2 separate regions of the Gossypium hirsutum genome follow, and region 1 is linked to region 2. Evidence: chromatin contacts called from public Hi-C data. All regions are on one chromosome and are shown on one strand. Each heading gives the region's core, a stretch centred on a gene start, on an enhancer-like site or on the middle of the called end of the contact. The rest is flanking DNA. Distances are from core to core; before and after follow the strand shown. Region 1 holds the start of LOC107946648 (vacuolar protein sorting-associated protein 26A). Region 2 holds the start of LOC107946834 (outer envelope pore protein 37, chloroplastic).

Region 1 (5,203 bases), core at 1,510-4,009, 710 kb before region 2:
GTTAGCTACGGAATAAAACAATTAACTCACATTAATATTACACATTTCAACTTCACGTTAAATTTCAATTTTCACACTATATTTTGCTTATTCTTCAATTTAATCCCTAAATCTTGACTAATTTTAACCTTAACAATTAACTTCATATTTTTATACTAATTTCACTCTAAACCACATTTAGCTTCCTCTTTTCTAATTCGACCCCTTAATTTTAAAATTTTCACAATTTAGTCCCTATTGTTCAAAATCAACAATTAATTCCATAATTTAGTCATTTTTCCATTTCTAACTTAAAAATCTATCTATTTAATCCTTAATACTTAAACTATTCAACAATATCAACATCTAAAATCTTGAACAATACTAAAAATTACAATATGAGTCGGGTAGCTCTAGGTACCAGAATTCCAAAAACATAGAAATTACAAGTATAAGAACTAAATTGTACTAACCAATTTGAGCTTGAACCTTAAACCCCTTAGGCCGTATGTCCTTGCTATTTCTTTCTTTCATTCATTTCTTTTTGTTTTCTTAATCTTTGCATGTAATAGTGTAATAGTAATGAAAGAAGAAAATTTTTGGCTGTTTTAATGTACTATTATTATTATTATTATACCTTATTATATAATATACATACATTTTATACAATTTATTAGTATAACATATATACATATTATATTAACATAATATATAATATATATACATGTCATAAATGTCCATTTTAAATGAAACAAGGGCATAATTGCTTCTTTAGTCATTTTAATTTATTTTAAGCTATAATTCAAACTTTTAACCCTTACACCATCCAGTCCATGTACCTTAACAACTCCTACTTTTACAAAATTCACTATTCTAAAAATTAATTAGCTACTAACCTAGCCTCGTAAATATTTAATAAAAATATTTACGAGTTCGGTTTAAGAAAATAGAGTCTCGAAAATACATTTTTTGACACCCCTTATTATCGGGTCATTACAAGAGTCATCCACTCAAATGCGCAAGACAAGGCACCGCCCCAGTTGGACTTGATAGACGACACATTAGTATTTCAAACGGTTTGCTCATTTCCTATTAGACTAAGGACATGTTTAGTTTGGTCTACCAGTATAAGTTATTTTTTCGTATTACAATTAGACCACGTAATACTGCTTAGTATTAGTTTAAGTATTAGATAACTAGTGAGCCAATATTTGCTTCTATTAGCTTTATATGCAAAAACCACGTGAGGACAATATACATAGGGTATTAATATAATTATGAATAATTTTATTAACCAATTTGTTTGAAAAATTACAAATGTACATAGACGAAAAATACTACACTTAGGGCACCAGATCCAATAGTATGCGCTAGGTACCAAGCAAGTCCAAGAGAGTCCCATGCGAAACCTGTGAAGAGGATTATCTGATATGTCCATAGAACTACTGATTTGGGAATTTGGTTTTCAAAGGATAGCATCATGAATCTAGTTGGTTACAATGATGCTAAATGGGCATGTAACATTGATGATAGGAAGAGTACATCATGTGGTTGTCTCTACCTTGGATTGAATTTGGTGTCATAGTACTATAAGAAACAAGTTCAATCTCACTATCGGTATGTTGTTGAATGGAGTTACTATGCTCAATTGCTATGGATGAAGCAAATAATGAAAGATTTTGGTGTTGAATTAGATATGGCTATTGTCTTGTGTGATAACACAAGTGACATTAATATTTTCAAGAATCTAGTACAACATTAGAAGACTACACATATTGACATTAGGTATCATTTCATATGGGAATTGATTGAGAATGGTGTTGTTGAGGTTAAGTTCATGTCCACACAAAAATAACTAGTTGATTTGTTCACTAAACCATTGGATGCAACTAGGTTTGAACACTTGAAGTCCTCTATTAGAGTGTGTCACGTCTAAATGACTCACAAGTTTTTGGAAGGCATCCAAACACAAAAGCTTGATTTTGTTTTGTCAAGGGTTATTTTTGGATTCAAAATTTTGTTATAAAATTTTCTTTTTGTGATTTGTTTCTCTCACTAAATCTTGGAGGGAAAAAGGAGTGGCAATTGTCATGCTTTTTCATCATTAATGTGGGATTTGAAATTGATTTGATTGTTTCCAAAAAGTGTTCTTAAAGTGGTTGTGCAATTACCCTAATCGATTCATATTTTCCTTAAGCTGTTGTTACTTAAGTTTGTTATTCTCTCTTAGTTGTTTGTCATTTTGTCTTCTTATATTCACAATGGCAAGAATGAAAATTACTTCTTAAGATGAATTTGAAAAGGCTCAGAAAAAACTTAGAGCTGAAGGGAAAGGTACATTTGAACCACAAAAGGAGGCTCAATGGAGACCTAGGGAAGCCAATAAAAGGAAAAAAAGAAAAGAGAAGAGAAGGGTGGAGATACCTCTACTTAGATGTCATTGCAAAGATTGAAGATATTTTGGGAGGGGATGATGCTTCGCAACAGGAGGTAAAGGCTACCTAAATTGAGGTGGTGGTGGATTGTGCAGAATAGTTGGTGTTGTTGCAAAGGGTGAACAATTAAGAGAATAGTTGGCTCAATATTTTCAGAGTTTTACTTTATATTATCTGCCCATATAAATTATTTTTAAGGGAATGTACCCATATAGATATTAATCTATTAGTTTTTTAAAAAGAAATCTATTTGTTCCTTTAATAATTTATTACCGTATAATGAATTATATAGCCCACGCGCAGCTCGGGATAAATACTAGTTATTATTATTATAGTGACATCGCGTGAAAAGCACGTGATGTTGACGACGAGCTTGGTAGTACTGGATAGAATAGACGCCAGTCTTTGCTTCTCATTCCTAACTGTCAAAACTCAAACTGGTTGGTTGGGTTTCCTCTCCTTCGCCAATTTCAATCCCCTCTGCCGTCTAGGGTTTTTCGTTTCTTCCTTCCTGCGCTTTCCGATCTCAATAATTGCTCTCACAATATATTTAACTCATCCTCAATTTCATTGCAACGTAACAGCATGGTAATATCTCACTTTCATTGGAATTTGCTTTTCTTAATTCTAATGGATTTCCAATTTGACTGTTTATTGAATGTAATTCGGATTTGCTCTTTTTAAAAAGAATTTCCTGATTGGAGCTTTCAAGCCTGCATGTAATATCTCGATCACATTTTCCGACGGAAAATCTCGGAAGCAGGTATTCCTCTCGATCCTCTCAGGTGTAGAATCGTTTAAAAAGAAAATTAAAACTAGACTTTTATTTTTATTGTGATTATTAGTTAATTTTTCACGATTCATGTTGTGGAATCTGGATTATTGCGGTTTGATTAGGTCCCGATGAAAAAGGAAAATGGCAAAACGATTATGGTTTCGCTTTTCCAAAGTAAAGAAAGTATTGCTGGGAAGGTATTTATTCACTTATTTACTTTTAGAAAGATTTTAACAGATTGGGATCAGATCATTGAAGTCGTATTATATTCATAGCTTTGATGATTCATTTATCAACCCTAAACCTTTTGAAGAACTTCCTATTATCTGCCGCTTTCAGGTTTCCATAGAACCACTTCAAGGAAAGAAAATTGAACATCTTGGTGTTAAAGTTGAGCTCCTTGGTCAAATAGGTTCGTCCTTGCTCTTTGTTCACTGATTCAGTCCAAGCTTTAAATATCATTCTGACATGGAAACTGAATAGGACTGAATTTTTACGTGTATTCGTATTTCTTGTTGAAATGAAGTTAATGCTAACTTTGTTTTTTCTTTCCAGAGATGTATTTTGACAGAGGCAACTTTTATGATTTTACCTCCCTTGGTGCGTATATTCTGACTTCACTTTTGTTTGCTCTGCCTGGGTACTTTTAGGTGTTCTTTTAAATAAATTTCAGTGATTAGTTTTCATTAGATGCATGTGGCAGAGATGCACAAAAGTTTATGATTTAGCTTTCTCGTTTATGATGTGCACAAAAGTTTGGTTTATGCTAAGTTTTAGTAGATTGTTGATTGGTTTGTTTTGTTTGCCACTTTTATATTCTTGATATTTGCAGTACGTGAATTGGATGTTCCTGGGGATATATATGAAAGAAAAACATATCCATTTGAATTTTCAACAGTTGAAATGCCATATGAAACTTATAACGGTGCAAATCTGCGGCTTAGGTATGGTACCCCCTGCACTAAATCTTTAAAGATAAAATTTTATTCACATCACTTTTAGTCAATTTGATTTGAGTATTTCCTTGATCACTGGATGTATGTTTGTTATGGGTTGTTAAGGCTTATAAATCAGTCGATTATCATAATAATAGTTCTTGGTACTTAGCTCAATAAAGTTTAGAAATCGTTGAACAAAAAAAAAAATAAAGTTTACAAATCACTCTGTTATTTATGTATTATTAAAAAATGTTTATTTTGGAGTTCTAAATAAAATATTGTTTTGTTGGTCCGCAGCTGAGGTTGATCATTTTGAGACTATAATTGGACAACCCATGTTAGAATTTGATTCGTTTCTTTTCCCAGGTATGTCCTGAAAGTGACAGTTAGTCGTAATTATGGTGGAAGCATAGTGGAATACCAGGACTTTATAGTAAGTGTTTTCATCTGCATCCTCTTCCTTTCATTATTTTTTTTCTTTTCAAAATGAGTTTTATCTCCTTTTTCATTTCTCTTTTTCTTGCGCATTATGGAACCTCACTCTCAAATGCACTAGCAGCATTGTACAAATAAGTGTATCTAAGGTGTGCCATATAAGGGAGAACTTTAGACTCTGCCTTATTGTGAAGAGTTGCTTTTCCCTTTTATTCCCGACATTATACTCATATACAAGAAAGCCAACATCAATCTATTTGGCCTTTCATTATGGTTTCAGGACATTTACTAAATTGACCATTGTATATTGTTCTCCATTGAGTTTCTTTTTCAGTGTTGTGATTGTAGCAACTTATCTTTTGCTTGGTTAATGTGTATGAGGTTCGCAATTATTCTCCACCTCCGTCAATCAACAATAGCATCAAAGTGAGTGCTTGTCATAATGTTAAGATAGAAATTGTATTGTGCTTTTCATTGGTATCTTAACTGATTCTTATTAACATTAAATTTGTTCATTTTGAGATTTGTAATGAGTTCACACAGCTTTTTTATTGATAATACTTAATTTTAACAAAAGTCCATCCATTTGCAGATGGAAGTTGGAATTGAAGATTGCCTGCACATTGAGTTTGAGTATAATA
Region 2 (4,571 bases), core at 289-2,788:
ACAACATCTATTCCATTCAACCAAACACAAGAATTCAATTACAGCTCTATTCCATTCCATTCAACCAAACAATTGAATTACTGATTATAGTTCTATTCCATTACAACTCTATTCCATTACAACTATATTCAGTTGCAGCCCTATTCCATTACAGTGAACCAAACGTACCCTTATATTTGGATGGAAGTAACAAATGAAAGGAAAGCAAGAGAAAGTTGTTTAACTTGTTTGGATAATTTTTTTTTTAGGTAAGGAAAAGTTGAGACTCTTGCTTTTTCTCAAAGTGTCAAATTTTTAATTCCCTCAAATTGGTGGGAAAGTTAGAGAAACAAAATCTATAGATTTTTAAGATGTTAAATATCTTTTTTACCCTCCATTTTTACATAATATATCATAAAAATGTTATAATTATAAAAATAATATTATATTCAATTATTTCTTTTCCTTTATCTGGTTTAATCAAATACTAATTTTTTTCCTTTTTAATCTAAACATATTCTAAAAGTGCGTTTGGTTCACCAAATCTTAGATTACGGGTATTTGAGATTAATGTAAGATTATCGATGGAGTATAGCATTACTTTGTTTGGTCTATTTGGTTAGAATGTAATATTCATGTGTTTGGTTAACGAAATATAAGATTAATGAAAATTATTTTTTTATGGGTAAATTATAAAAATGGTCACCCAATTATGCATTTCATTCTGAGCTAAGACTAAATTGACAAATTCTATAAATTTTAAGGGGCATATTGATTTTTTAGAATTATAACTAAAATGAAAAATTTTATAAACATTGAGGGCTAAATTTGTTTAATTTTTTATATTTAGGATCAAATTGATAGAATGTGCAAACATTAAAGGGCTAATTTTGTTACTAACCAATAAAAAAGCCCACATTAGCTCAAAGTAACTAAAATATTTAATTTCGAAAAGTTTAGTGATGAAATAAAAAAAATTAATAATCGAGTCATCATTTTTAATGTTTACCCAAAAAAATAATTTTAGCATGGATTTAATGTTCCACACCATTATTTATCAAGAAAAATTTAATGAATAGGTTAATTTGCACATTTTGAAATAATGTATAAGGACAAATTTATCCATTTTTTAATAAAGAAGTCAAAATACAATTCACTCCTAAGTACAAGGGCTTCCCGATACTTTTACCATTCATTTTCCTATAACATTCAACAAACACTTTTTTAAAAAATCATTAACCATCAATATAATAAACCACAAAGTAATTTCAAGATAAAAAGTAATATCAGTATAAAATATTCTTTTTTGTCTATAATTTCATATTTCACTTGGAATTTTAGATAACCTAAGAAAATAGTGTACCATTACCACATCTTAACATTGTTGACGAATATAAGATTAGGAAAAGATCAAAATATTAAAAATTCAAATAATGCAATCTCATTAAAACCAAACAACCCAAGTTTTATCTTAAAAAAAGTATAGGGTTAAGGGTTCAATCAGTACATTCTAAAGACATTTAGGTAAAAAGAAAAAAATGGGAGAATGGGGGGGGGGAAGGGGGCAAATCAGAATGAGAAAATTTAAAAAATGTAGAAATCGAAATAACCGGGTACACAAGCATGCAAAAGACGTCACTCTCTCTCCCAAATATCAATTTCCAAACAAAGCAAAAGCGTAGGTTGACGAAGAGTAACCCTGGCCCCTCGATTTTTTCTGGTAACCAAAGGCCAGAATTTTTAACCCTTTGAATACCATTACCACCCATATACCTTCAATTACACACCCCAAAATCCCTCTCCCAATTTTAGCCATGCTGGACGCTTCTCCTCGAATCCCCAATTACCTTGTCCCGCCCCTGTTACCGCCACCGCCACCGTCCCCTTTGGAGCCGGAGCCTGAGCCACCGCCACCTTCTCCACCACCCACGAAGCCCTACCAGTTTCTCTCTTCGGTATCCTCCCTCAGAGTGACTTCGGAGTTCGATACTGATAGCCGCGTGTTCTTCCACAAGCTGTCTTGTAAGCTCTTCGACAACCTTGCGAAGCTCAAACTCTCCTTCATCAACAACGCCAAACGCGAGATCACGGAGCCCCAGTTGGCGCTATTTTCTAAGTACTTGTCCATATACTACGATCCTGAAGAACAAAATGCCATATTCCGGGGTTACTACAATGTCGGTCCTACGTGGCATTTCAAAGCTGCCATTGATGTTAAGGTTGGTTTTCCTTTCCTTCCAACTCGCGGTTTTGGCTTAGTGGGAGTCATGGTTGGCAATGTCATTGAAAATTGCATAAAATTGAAACCTTTTTTTTATTGTGCATGGAAGATATGAAAGATTGTTTATTATTTGGTTTTCAAGAGAATTTTCGAGTACCGGGCTTTGCATTTGGTGATCGTTTTTCGAGCCTATGAAATTGATAATGGGGTTTCAGAGGAATTTGCTTTCATAAAATGGTCAAGTTGGTAGTCATACTTGAGTCTTGAAGACCTCTCTGAACATCCTTGTGTTGTTTTTTATCTTCAATCCTTTTTTTCGTTGTATTTTTGGGAATGGGGAGTTTATTGTTTTTGAAGCCAACTATCATAATTGTTGTTTAAGTGCTGAATAAATATTTCCTTAAAGCCACATATGCCATATCCCCTGAATCTCTCTCTCTCTCTTTTTTTTTTTCTCAGGCACAACAAGGTGAACTGGCAGTTATTGCAAAACTTGCTGATCCTAGTTATGCTGTTGAAGTGTCATCACCTGTTCCCGATGTTTCATTGGTGAGTTTTGTTTCTCCTGGTGTCTTACTAGTGAAAATCGATTGCTTGGCATTAAGTTATGGACAATTGAGAATCATTTATCATAGAATGACGTGGTAATTCAATTTCAGCAGTTTTTTGTGGTTCTAAGTTGCTTAATGCATGTGGTGTCATACTGTTGTTATTTTCTTTATGCATTATTCAACCCATACTATACTAACTTTTGCATCGCTTAAAACACTTGATTAATGGCAGTCCTCTTGTATTTTGTGCCTCCACTCTGATGTTTTTCAACATTGGTCATAGCTGTTTTTCTCTCTTAACTCATCTGAACTTTCCTGTTGCTGCAGCCCAGAGCGACATTTAGATTTCCCATCGGTGAATTTTCATTAGAGGAGAGGGAAGAGGATGACGTACCAAGGTTGTCGATAAATGGAATTGTTAAAGGTCCAATCTTGTATGGGGTAGGTGCCGCACGTTACATGGATGAAGAACTGAAACTAAGATACTCATATAAGGTGGGTTTTTTCCCTCAATGTTTTAGCTTTGTGTTTACAGTCTTGTTTATATACTTGTTCATTGATTGGCTACTCTGGCTTCTATGGGAGATCCATTGGTACACCTAATGTTGAATAACTTAGATGGCTAGGTTTTCAAAATTGGCTGAGGTGGCTGATCACCTTCTTCATAGGAAAATGCTGGGTTGGAAAACATTATGCATGTGTAAATTTTCAAGCTTTTTGAGTGCTTTAGTAGATGGTTTTGATGGTTTTCATTGCAGGATGGGACAATGTCATTTATTCCTAGCATTTCACTACCAACTAATACGGCGTCATTTGCATTCAAGCGACGCTTCAGTCCATCGGATAAATTGAGGTTAGTAGTTACAACTTTATCTTTGTAAATATTGGAATCTGTCATGAATGTGCTTAATAGCTAGAGGTGCCATTTCTTTTGTTTTGCATTATATATATATATGGAAACATATTTGATTCATTAGCTATAGAGGGTTGCTTTTTCCCTGCAATGTCAATTTCAATTGAAATGTTCTATTGCATTTATGTGCAGCTACTGGTACAATCTTGATTCAAACTATTGGAGTGTGGTGTACAAGCACACGTATGACAAAGACTTGAAATTCAAAGCTGGCTACGATTCTGAGGTTCGTCTTTGCTGGGCTTCTCTATGGGTAAGTTTATTCTGTTTTCTCTAGCATTTGTCGTTTGCTGAACTTGGTTGTCCTGAATTGTTTGCTTGAGATTCATTCCTATGACGACAATGACTTGATATATATCCTCTTTTCATTTCAGGTTGGAGATGAAAATGGCAAGGCAAAGACGACCCCCATGAAGATGAAAATCCAGGTTATGCTACAGGTACCACAGGATGACATTACGTCAACAGTGATATTGTTCCGTGTTAAAAAGAGGTGGGATATTTTATTGTTGTCCCATGCCACACTTCCTGTTTCTCTTTGGCATGGTTATTGGACATCTTTTTATGTGATGATATATATAATTGCTAATTGCTTTATAATTTATAACATAATGGCATCAGTTGGTTGTTGAAGTTGTGAATTAAATTATGATATGAATTGGAAGGCTATGTATAAGACTAAACGAACAAAGCATTCAAGTGGAACGAATAATATTGATGGCCAAGAAAACAGAAGTAACCTAAACCTCTTTCTTTCAACTTTCAGATTTCAGTTTCCATCTCTGATAAATAGCTCCAGTGGTGCCTCAACTCAGGACTGTATCTCTCCCTCTCTTCTTTGAGTCAAGAGTCCGATTCTGGTTCTCTTAACCAAAATCATTTTGGCAGGTCATGCATAAAATTAAGA

What was found. A called contact is a pair of places that touch in the nucleus more often than the background predicts.
Region 1: a contact with region 2 is called in a Hi-C map of leaf, with 2.9 times the contacts expected there. The contact joins the promoter of LOC107946648 here to the promoter of LOC107946834 in region 2. A contact is called at or near these places in 2 of 34 Hi-C or Micro-C datasets (both in leaf).

Annotation. Positions count from the first base shown.
Region 1 is chrA08:70,118,471-70,123,673 of Gossypium_hirsutum_v2.1, reverse strand. LOC107946648 (vacuolar protein sorting-associated protein 26A) reads left to right here and starts at 2,759. Exons shown (of 11, transcript XM_016881064.2): 1 at 2,759-3,002; 2 at 3,103-3,177; 3 at 3,312-3,386; 4 at 3,529-3,601; 5 at 3,745-3,789; 6 at 4,022-4,133; 7 at 4,494-4,560; 8 at 4,944-4,988; 9 at 5,155-5,203. The coding sequence starts at 3,000.
Region 2 is chrA08:69,412,818-69,417,388 of Gossypium_hirsutum_v2.1, reverse strand. It overlaps LOC107946834 (outer envelope pore protein 37, chloroplastic), which reads left to right and starts at 1,538. Exons shown (of 6, transcript XM_016881304.2): 1 at 1,538-2,198; 2 at 2,660-2,749; 3 at 3,079-3,246; 4 at 3,510-3,604; 5 at 3,797-3,917; 6 at 4,039-4,571. The coding sequence starts at 1,794. The coding sequence ends at 4,296.